Regions from separate parts of the Drosophila melanogaster genome. Here region 1 is linked to region 2. Evidence: chromatin contacts called from public Hi-C data. All regions are on one chromosome and are shown on one strand. The core of a region is the stretch at or near the end of the contact, and the rest is flanking DNA. Distances in the headings are between cores, read along the strand shown. Region 1 overlaps Dys (Dystrophin). Region 2 holds the start of lncRNA:CR46039 (long non-coding RNA:CR46039).

What was found. A called contact is a pair of places that touch in the nucleus more often than the background predicts.
Region 1: a contact with region 2 is called in a Hi-C map of the Kc167 cell line, with 1.7 times the contacts expected there. A contact is called at or near these places in 6 of 107 Hi-C or Micro-C datasets (the Kc167 cell line, the ML-DmBG3-c2 cell line, the S2 cell line and 2 more).

Annotation. Positions count from the first base shown.
Region 1 is chr3R:19,548,434-19,554,461 of dm6, reverse strand. All of the region lies in intron 19 of Dys (Dystrophin), which reads right to left. Among named protein-coding and RNA genes, the nearest start is that of snoRNA:Me18S-A1374, 35 kb to the left of the region's middle.
Region 2 is chr3R:19,187,819-19,193,606 of dm6, reverse strand. It overlaps lncRNA:CR46039 (long non-coding RNA:CR46039), which reads right to left and starts at 1,626. Exons shown (of 2, transcript NR_133419.1): 1 at 1,556-1,626; 2 at 579-1,480. myd (mayday) reads right to left here. Exons shown (of 4, transcript NM_169851.2): 2 at 3,031-4,256. The coding sequence starts at 3,527.

The DNA.
Region 1 (6,028 bases), core at 2,877-5,376, 360 kb before region 2:
CCGTTCTGGTTTCTCGTTTTTGTATCGGTTGTGGATTTATTTTGGGCTCTACACAAGTTTTTTGTATATATGTATTTCGAGATATGTAGGACCTCCACTCGTTTTCTAATTTCTTTGTTTGTACGTTTTCACTTACACTTTCTAGCCAACTCGAGCGTTTATTTAATTGTATTTCAACTAATTTAATCAATCAATCAATCAATCACTTACGAAATATACCAAATAAACTAATTAAAATTGGAATTAGGCGATGGCACACAGCACATCAAATAATTGAAATGGTATTTCGAGACTTCATCCTGTGCAGCCATTTCTACTTTTTCCCCTTTTCCAAAAATTTCCCGGCGTGTGTATATGTGTCTGTGTGTGTGGGTGTTGTAAGTGAGTGTCTCTGCGTGTGTGTTTGCTAATTAAACCTTCATTAGGAAGCTCGTTGCCTTTGTTGCCAGTAAACAAAAACAAGAAAATAGAAGGCAAGAAATCCTAGCCAGCAAAAGGACGTAAAATTCGTCGTTCGCCTGTGTGTGTGTTTGTGTGTGTGTGTGTGTGTGCGAAATGAAGCTCCAATTAATTTGGCTTATGCATGTCACACACAAATACGGCAACACGCATGCACGCACACACACAAACATCGCAATTCAATTAATGCGCAAAAATTGTTTATACGCCAATAGAGCGGAAATGGGGTAAACAAAAAAATCAGTCAGAAGAAGGGGCAACCCAACGCGAGGCATTTTTAATGAGCAGCAAGTGATGGATTTACGGGGTACAAATTGGGGACTGGGGGTCACGATCGCGACACATGGACCAAAGCCGATTAAATCAATTAAAATGAGAAAATGCCGACGGGAAAATGGGAAAAGCGACAGCAAAGCGGCAGTTTCCAGCACGAGTGAACGCAGTGCCTGGTCATTATGTCGCCCCCGATGCTCCACGCCACCTTTCGCCATAGCAGACGACCAACCCCACTCCTCAGGCAGCGCCAACTAATGCCGCTAATTTGTGCGACGAAAGACCACAATTTCCTGCATGACCAGATAGCTCTCTTTTATCGGGCTTACCTCTTTATTGGCGGCAGTCTGTTATTTAGATGTCCTTTCCTCAAATGACAATGCCGGACTAATTGAGCATTAGATAGGGTCAATGTTAAGTAAAGCAAACCAATTGTGGGGTCTTAATTATAAACTATTCAAACTTGAAAGTTATTTATTTATCATGGTATATATTTGAGTCGGATGCTTTAAGTATGGTATTAGCAGCTGTTTCGCCACTTAACCTACTGCCTCCACATGGTTTATTAATGGCAAATAAAAACGCGCCCATTTTCGGTGCTCATGAGCGTGGAGGATGTTAAAAAAAAGGGGCTTTCTGGCCACGACCATTAGCCACGGCAAAAGGCTTCGTCGCTGCGGACCAACAAATGCAGCTTATGGCTTTTATACGCCAGTAGCTATAAATACACGTATGCGAGATTACTACTCGCACTCGTATATGCTATGTACTCGTCCTGTGTGAGAGTGCTTTGCTGCCTGCCTTTCCGACGCGCTTTTGTTGGCTCATTTTTCACATTTCCGCTGCTTGTCCTTGCTAAGTCACGACATGGCCAGAACTAATACATCTACAAGAGCTTACGTGTGTGCCGCTATACGCTATACGCTATACGCGTTCGTATATATACATATGCCCTGGCAGTGACTGCATTTTGCAGTTTAAAGCGCCAATTAAGTAAATGCCATGCTCGGCTTGACCTGACCAAAAGCTCTTGGAATTGAAGAAGGGGGAAGATATGGCTGGTTAAAAATGCACGCCCACTTCCTGCTGCTGAATGGCAGCTCTAACTAAGCTTCGCCATGGTTTCTCCATATAATTATGCCTTAGATGGGTTAATTTATGGCAGCAGCCATAAAACTGTGTTGAGTGGGCTTAAAGAGCCGGGAACTGCTGTTTGGGCAATTCAAGTAAACCGCATAATTCCCCAAAAGGTCTTTAATAAAAATCGAAATTTTCACTAAGGCTGCTGCGGAAATTCACTTGATTGAGCCACTCGAGACACTTCCCAAAATAATTTTCGCCATATAAATTCATAAGGATATTATGCGCATCATTTCCTTGGCCCAATACGGCAAAAAAAATGTCTGCATGAATTTGAAAGCATTTTTTCTAAATAAGAAAAAATACCTACGGGTGTTGTTTGCCTTATTCCTTTTATTTTTTGGTGGATGTGTTTTGATTGTTTGCGGAGCAGGAAAAAGCGAGACAGGCCATGTGAATAAAATAAAAATGCGTTTATAAGACGCCTCATAAATATATTAGAGGCACATAATAAACACATCACCAAGTGATGTCGGCCCACCAGTGACGAATGTTCGTCCTGGCCGGGCCAAGACCCCTCATCCCTGGAAAAAATACAGCCGCTGGGGGAAAACCTGTCAAGTGGTGCTCACAAGGGGCGTTCAAGCATTACTGACAGCCATAACCCAGCTCCCATTTCCCATTCCCCATTTTGGAAAACAAAATGACAGAAAATTTAAACAGGGACCATCATCATCCTCATCCAGCTGCTGCTGTTGAAACTGCCATTGTAGCATTTTACATATTTTAGTCGGGCCGTGTTAACATCCGTGTAAATCCTTTATGACCAAACTCTGAGCCGTAAGCATCGAGCTGGAGTTACTGGATGTCAAAGTTGGGGAACTGGAATTCGATTTGGCTATATCAGGCTGTTTGGCTGCTCCCCACGTTGCTTATTTATTCGATTATTTTTATTCCTTGTTATATCATCTTGAGCGATGTGTCAGAGCAAATGTTCTATAAACATTTCTTTTGCCAGTTAAGGGGGAATTCGGAATACGATGAGAAAAGGGTGGGGGAAATGAAACTCTGTTTCCGGGTCAACTGGAAAACGTAAAATGGGAAAATGATGGATTTAAGAGAATGTTGATGAGGGATTAATTTAAACCTTTTTATGCGGAAAGTGGTATTTAAAGCTTGTAAGCTTGTTTGATAAATTGAATAAACTTATTTATGGTTAACATATATCAGGTGCTTTAGATATGGAAAGTTTGAAATGGGGGGAATTCTGGTATATATACTATATACGTTTTCTTTATATGTTTGCTTTCTTTATTGAAATAGAGAAATATTATATGTGTTATTTATCCTATGTTGAAGATTTTCAAAAGATTTTGTCATGAATGGCTCATAAGTTTCTTTGAAGAAGTTTGGCGACCGCTCTGTTTAAACTCGAAAATATTTTTTTCCCATTTCCTTTCACTTATCCCCTTCAAAACTTTGCTTTTGCTTACTTTTGCAAGTTTCATCCAAATATGACTAAGTTTCTGAGATGCTTAGATGAGCCAAACAAACAAGAAAGTTTGAATCGACGCAGGCACACCCATTATATTTAAAAAGATTTGTGTTACATGGCGTTTAAAGAAACGAAAATCTGTATAAGTGACTATTGAGCAAAAGGCTATTGCATTATTCAATAAGTTGTATACGCATACATTTACATGTATGAAAGATGGCCAACAGTTTATTTCTAAACATCATATACCCCTACATTTTTACGACTGCCGAGTATAACAACTAAAGCTTGAGCCATCAGATGCAGACTGCAAAATCTGGAATCAGAAATGCATAAAGCCAAAGGCAACGATCAAGAAGAGAGGGGAGTTGTAACGAGCAGCTGGAATATAAGCTCCAATTTATCCGCATGCAATATTAACTTGGCTGCACTTGGTTTTGACTTATCTGCAGAGTTTACGCTGCACTGAGCAAATAGACAGGACTCGGGACCCAGCACATACATCTCTACACACACACACACACGCACACACACACATGCGATTGTGTATAATCAGGTAACAAACCAGGTTAGCAAGCGGTGGTTGCCAGAGACTCCTGGCCAAAAAGATTCGAGGGGAAATCGATATGGCGACTCTTTTCCTCCCAGCTGTCCCCCAAAAGCTGCTGACAGCAAACGCCAAAAGGATTCGGGGAAAAAAGAACAAAAACCCCACTAAACCGAAACCGAAGTTAAATGCTCTGGCTTCCCTGGCTGCATGGCTATCTCGTCTCGACCAAACTTCTGTGGCTGTGGCTGTGGCTGCTGCCAGTGGTAGTACCATATTATTAGACACCCACATATGAGGACCCGGGTGAGCTCTGAGGCCAAGCCATCCACTAGCCACCCTGCTCCAAAGCCGAATCCTTTTGTGTCAGCTTTAATTCACTTCTGGACGCAGAGAGGCTGCCGAATTTCCCTTTACCTTGCCACTTTTTTTTATCCATCCCTGCGCTTATAATCCTTTTTGTCCGTTCCTGGACTCTGTAGGCGGCTCAAGTTTACGGCTTGTGGGTTTGCTGCTCCAGGTTTTGGCTCAGCTTCGTCGGTTTTTCCCCTTTCCCCGACAATTGCCGTTGCTTTTTTGTTTAGGTTTTTTTGGTGACCTGTGATACGTTTATTGTTTCTGCTTCTCGTCCGTCTCATTGCGGCTGTTTCTTTTTATGTCAGCCTTTGTATTTCGTATGCAAAGCATCTTTTTCAGTTCGTTATGCGCTTGGGGATCTGCTGCCTCAACTATCATCCTTTCGGGTTTTTTTATATGCAAACGGAGTAGCACTAAAATGTGTCAGCTTAAATCAACTTTCAGAATGTTTTGCAAACATTTTTCAATAAAATTAATCCAATAGTTTGAGCACTCCATATTGCTCATAAGTTCTGGTCCGCAATTCACACCTGTTCGTTTTGCCTGGAAATTCGTTCTCCTTTTGAGAGTTTTCTTTGTCATTGTTTTTTATTGTGTAGCTTTCATTTGAATCTTATTTTCATCTCGGTCACAGTCTCAGTGCGTGTCAGACTGTTAAGCTGCCTCAACAATTGCCCCGCTACCTGTTCTTGCCCACCTGCCTCCATCTACATATTGTTACTACTGTTTTTCTGCCCTTCTAGGCGGAAAAAAATATAACAACGACACAAAAACCTTTTGCCATTATTTCGTGAGCATTGCACGTACACTCGGTCACCTTTTTGTCCTGTGGGTTGCAGGTGGGCGCTGTTTTCCACTGTTTTTCCACTGCCTCCAGACTTGCCACGCCCCCTTCACTGGCTATTAACCCAAATCCCCCAGAGTGGCAGTTGTTGTGTGTGAGCTTCGTTGACTTTAGCGGAAAGTTCAACGTTCAGTCATAAATAAAAAACACAAATTCTTCTGCCTTTTTCTGTTTTTTTTTTGAAAATGCATATTAATCATACGCCACGTTTGCCCACCCGCATTTCAATTGGCCGCAGATGACTTTTTTCTCTATGCTCTTTCCTTTTAGTCGCGCACATTTTTCACTCCTATTAATTAAATTAAAATAGTTGCTGCAAATCCCGCAATTTATGTTAGCAATTCATTAAGTGCCCGAAATAAATATGAGAATGTATGTAAATTAAATGTCATTGAAAACATATTTTAATTAAGAAATAGTTGGCGATCATGAAATATGCTCTTTTCAACTGCGCTTTTATTTATTACCAAAAAATATTGAACGCTTTAAATGAACTGCATTTAATGACACAAACAAATTCAAAAGAATAATTCCAATTTGAACAGCATTTGATATTAGAAATTATTAAGCGAAAATGTACATATAGCTTTGAAAATACTATGTGTTTTTATACATTTTGCTTTGAATATATTATTTTTCACAATATGTTGCTTATCCTTTGGCCTCACATTAATTTTATAATAGTGGGTCATCGGGTCAGCATTACATGTTTAGGTTACATTTTTCCTTTAATTGTACACCTTGTGCAAACACGTTTTTAAACTTTAATAGCACGTTTTATCCCTTTACCTTTTCCACATTGTTTGCTGCCAAAAGTTACCCAAATAATTTTCGAGCTTTCTCCTGAATTTGCTCCTGTGACAAAGTAAGCCTTCGAGTTTCGCCCCGCCTTTCAAAGTCTTTCAAACTTGCAGCCTTGGCAAACAATGCGAATTCACTGCGATTTAGATGTGCAAATATGTAAATTTGAATT
Region 2 (5,788 bases), core at 377-2,876:
CCCTTCAGGACTACTTGCAGGCCCTTGCTGCTTTTAAGCTGGTAGGTGTAGAAGCCTATTTTTTGTGCGGTAAAATAGTTTGTGACTTTTCTGTAGTCGTCCTCCGTTTTCGTCTGAAGTTTGATTTCGTTGATAGAACCTCTTACGAGGGGAGTTATATGAAAGCTATCTTTCCCAATAAGGCCAATCAAAGTAGTTACAAGACGGCTTGTGCTCTTCTCGCGGATGTATATTGGCGGAGGCTTTGTTTTCTTCGGTTCGATATCAACGGATCCCAGCGGCACGTCCTCAGCGGTATCTACCAGCAAGGCAAATCTGTTGGTATTTGCAGGGGCTACATTTTTGATCAAGGTAGAGTTATCGCGTGTATTTTTCGGCTTGTTTCCCAAATCTGAATTTTCCGGGCTGAGCTTTCGCTTTATTGTAATGTAGCGGTCCATTCCAGTCTGCCAGGTCGACCCAGCTTTTTTGTTTACGTTTTCGTTTTGTTTTGCTGGCAGTGCAGCAGTACCGTTTATTGCTAGCGGTTTTGCTTTCGCTGACTTAGTCAGACCGTGAGCGGGTGCAGCCGCATTATTAAAATGGAATTTACATTTACGGTCCACGGGGGGGGGGGGGGGGGAGGAGGCAGAAGTCGCCAAGTTCGAGGGTTTGGGGTCGGGACTTTCGCCAAATGATGGCTATTAATTTCAGGCAGCAACGCAATTATCACAACATTTTCTGGTCAGTTTAATTGCAATTTAATGCGAAGGCGACATGTGAAAATCCCCACATAACTCACTTCGCCCCCGAGGGACCTTAAAGATCCGAATATTTGCCGCGCCACAAAAGCCATTTAGTGTCCGCTCCTGTTTCACTTTAATTGCTCTCTGCCGGAATTTGAACTCGATACTTGATTGATTTAAGCTCGATTGTCCGAGAATTGTTCGTAATTCTATATATATTGTATATCTGCATCTATTTTGGTCTGGCTTAAACAAATTGCAAATATGCGGCGCAACAAATGCTATGCAAATATTGTTAATTTCGTTCGAGCAGAAAATCGAATAAATTCCGGACTCCCTCGGGTGTCGATGGTTTTAAATGTTATCATTCGTCAAATATTAATAAATGCTCTGCAAATACGTGCGGCCATATAAGCACGCAGTCGCCATTTGTCTATAAACAAATACGGACACTGCTGAAACCGGATTTCTGGCCACCAGGCTAAGTGAAATACCCTCGAGAGATTTCTGACCAACTGCCGCACGGAGTTTTGAAAAACTCTGGTGTCGGATAACCTCCTCCGAATTCGTATTTGCTTTAAGCTCTCCCCCGTTTACGTTTACTGATGGACACCGCTGCACAGCCACTGCTCTCCTGATGGACAGCTTTCTGGTGGCTGCCTTTAGGGGTTTTAACTGGTTATCGCATCAGCCGAAGGTCGTTAGAAACTGAAAGGTGGGCGGAGGTGCCCCAGTGCCCATGGCCTTGGGCCAAACTGAAAATGCAATGAGGTGAAAGCAGTACAGTACTTAAGAGCCATGCAATGAGAAAGGATAACACACACACTTACCACCTTGAAGTATGATTCAATAATAATTTTGAATATAAATTTGTGTTCTACACAGATTAATTGTTGCTGCTTTATACTAATAGCATAGGTAAATCGATCCATTTGGTTTTAATTACCACGTAAGAGCACAGAGTATCCGCACTTTAACCAACTGTCAATCGAAGCCCACAAATTCTATCATTCACTTTGCCTCAGACTTAATTGAACTTACATAAACTCTCATTAGCAGCAGGATAGTTCAGCTGGAATTTGCAGACCCAAAGAGTTAAACGGCTCAAGGTCCCAGTCGGACATCTTTAAAATTTGGAAATCGCAACAGCAGGGGGAATTTCTGTTTTATTATTTATTGAATTGAAATGAGTTTTGCCAAAAGACGTTTCAAGTTTACCAACCGCAACTTTGACTGCTTTCACTGGCTAAAGGAGGCCAAAAGTTTTGGCAACCAAGAAGTCGAATAAATATGAATCTGCAGTGACAGTTTGATTTCCATCCGTTATTTGCCCCCCCTCAAAAATGTATTTTCTCTGAAATTCTTTTCAACACCTCAAGTTTTATTTTCGTATTTTCCCATTGCTGTTGGATTTTGGTTTGGGAAATTCCTGGCATACTGACTGCTTGATTACCCCCAAAAAACCCCAGAGCATCAAATTGCAATTTCGCTCAGGACCATGACTGGAAACTTTTCAGTTTCCGTCTGACCACCTCTCGCCCCAAAAACACTGGCAGCCATCAAGTAATCTATTACGACCTCTAGTGAAGCCAAGTAATTGGCCAATTGCCTAATCGCTTGTGCAGGAGCCGAGAACGTTTTATATACCATGTTTAAGTAATTAGGCGAATAGTGCAAGTCAGCCGGATAGAAATCTGGAGGCCTTCCGGCAAACCAATTACAAGATGGCAAAAGCCTGGTGGCAAAGGGGTTATTAAATATGGTGATTATTAAATACATGCATAAGGCTCCTGATAAAACATTGCCCGTGTCCTTGGATTCTCTAACCCACTTGGGACTCATTTAATTCAATACTAGACAAGTAAACTTTTCAATCAACGTTTATTATCTTCGCTTTGCGGCAAGCTTGTAACTCGATTACTCTGATTGCTTGGAATGAATCAAAACCATGGCAGTGAACAAATCTCATACCGTGTCCTTATTGATCGAATCTGACCCAACCAACCTTGCCAGCGACTGAGCATCCATCAATTCCAGCTGCTGTTGCTATTGCCACTAATTTTTACAATTTGTCGTACACACAGTTATGGAGAAGGGCACTGAATGCGGGGAGGGGAGGGTTGGTTCTTTGGGAGGAGTCAGAGTGTTGGGGCGATAAAAGCCGCAGGCAACATCGTCCGGCGCAACAATAAAGGAGCCAGCGAACTAGTGCCAAATTATCAACCGAACAAACCGAACAAACCGAACAAACCGAGGCCCAGAATTGCCAAGGCCATAACTCAGAGGCGAATGGGGGAAAACTTACCGTTTGAAAGCTTTTGCCAGTATTTGCTTCTCATTCACATTGCTGGCCGCTAAAATAACTGTTTCTGGCTGGTTAGGGGATTTGCTGGCATTTTGCACTTTTTGCGACTGTGGATGGGGTTGGCGATGGTTATTCTCGTTCCTCGAATCCAAATTGTTTGCCACAGGCTGGAGTCTCATGCTTTGCTCGTGTTTTTGTTGCTGCTGCTCCAGTTCCTGCAGCGTATTCGGCCAACGTTGGGCGCCATTATGCCCCACGTTGGGCGCCATTTTTGTGTCTGCCTGCGTGCTACTGCTGCTGCTACTGCTGCTGCTACTGCTACTGCTGCTGCTGCTGCTGCTGCTACTGCTGGTTCCCTGCTCCTTTAGCTGCTGCTGCAACTTCTGGCTGGTGCTGTGCAGGATCAGGCCAATGAAGAACATATAAAACAAAATTGCGCACAATGTCGAGCAGCGCAGCCAGCGGAAGCTTTTGCTCAGCTTGTTAACGAAAGTCATTTTGTTGCCGCCGCCTTCGTCGTCCCTTTCGCTATCGCTATCGCTGTTGTTGTCGCCGCCACCGCTGGACAATAGATGGCAGTGGAGTGGCTGATGGCGATGATGGTGATGGGAATGGAAATGGGTATGGGTATGGGTATGGGTATGGGGCTGAGGCTGAGGCTGGCGACAGGGAGGCTGTGGTGGCGTTGATGGGACCAGCTCTAGGTTCTGGTACACCGACTCCTCCTCCTCGGTCCACTCGGCTTCCGGCTCTTGCTCCAACTTGGACCGCAGCTTTCAGGACTCGTTGCGTGTAATTTGCAGTAATTTCTGCTCCTCCTCACCTCCTCACTTCGCCCCCTAATCTTTCGGTGCCTTTTGAAGCCGGTTGCTTCTCCTGTTGCTGGTGGTCCTGATGTTGTTGTAATTGTACATTAATTGACTTTTATGTTGCAACCAGCGACAGGCAGGCGAAATGTTACGGATCCTGCTCCTGCAATTTGTATCACCGTGGCCACGCCCAGCTGCCGCCCCCTTTTTATATATATAAATGTAGTTGGCGTGGGGCGTCGGTGTAACAACTTCTAATACCAATTTGATGTGTTATTGCCTTTCGCACGACTCCCATTTCCTTCATTCCGGGTCTCCATCTCGTCTGCATTTTACACCAATTTTACATGATTGTTAGGAGCGCCATTTCCATTATGCGCACTGATAATGCTGATGGCGATGGCGATGGCGATGGTTCTGTGGAGCACAAGTAAAAAAGAGGAAATGGATTTTGCATGAGTAAAGTTAGGGAAATCGTTTCTCATTGCGAATTCGGATCAGTGGGTATACAAATTTAGTGTCGCAAAGTCAGAGGGTTTCGATTGAAATGGCATTTCAAATGTAAGTCAATTTAAAAGAGTGCACTTAACTCACGTCAACAACTAGCAAAATTTTTAAGAGCGTAATGGGTTCCGTTGGCAAAGAATATAAGAAAACCTTATCCAGACACAAAAAACAATACATTTTAAAATATTTCTACGAGCAAATCACATGGTCTTTTTTGACACACTTTATCACTTTCAGCTTTAGGCGAATAAATTGCTCTTTTTCGAGCGCACACTTTAGTCAAGAATTTATGTTCTCTAGCTGAGTGCATTCCCCTCTTTCGCCACCCATTTCACCCATAAAGTTATTAATTAGCCATTGAAAAATCTTTTCACTTCAATGGGCTCTCAGGGGGTTGCAAATCAAAGGAGCCATCGAGCAACCAACGAGCGAATTAGAAAGTCCCATAAATTTCCCTTCGCTCTCATTATTGAAGAAGAGGAGGAATTCAGGATTCAGAAGTGGCACGAACTTAGGGCTTAGCCATAAAATAAGGCCAACCTAATGACTTACATAATAGATGGTACTAAAACAGAAGTCGTAAATGAGATCAGATGAGATGTGGTTCAGATGAGACAAGTTCAGGCCAGCCAAGATGCCACAAGATAAGTTGTTAATTTTAATAGGACCAACATAAAATCTACCATGTTGGCCATCGTTAATGTGGCTACATTACCAAAAATTTGAATGGATGGAGCAGTAATCTGAACTCGTGACGGACTTAATGAACTCAGAATAAAGTTTACCTTGTTTCTATTTATATTTATGAAAGTACCAACTGAACTGTAATCCATTAAAATTGAAATTTCTTGTCAACATTGGCCACCACGATTTCCCGCAGTAAGAGCAATTTAATCAGATATTTACCCCTGTATATACTTTATACTTGTGCCATTTTCATTCATTCACCATATTCACAAAATTCACATATGTCGATGAAAATTCACCGCACTCCGCACTCATATTCAATTCGATTTGACTTACTGACTCAATTTGCGTTTCTGGATATGCTGCACATGTGCTCATGGGTCTCTGCACATTTGTGTGAATTTTATGATCTCACATGCTGTTGGAGTTGCCTTTTTTGGCCCTGGGTTGTTGGTCTGTTGCCACACTTTTTAACGCTATTGTCTCGCGTCGTTTAATTTTGCTTTCGTTTCGATGGCTGCGCTTGTCTTTATACCACTCTTGCTCTTCTCTTTTATTGGCCAACACAAAAACCAGTTGAGCGTCTTTTAAAACCCATTATGCACATGGAAAAATTATTGCTTGCGAACAAGATACTCAAAAAAGATCGGATTCAAGAGGGAATAACAATATATTCAAAAATAATAAACCAATTTGTTGCAAAGTGAATGATATCACTAGTATTTTGATTCATTTTATGAAAGTGTCCAAAAGTA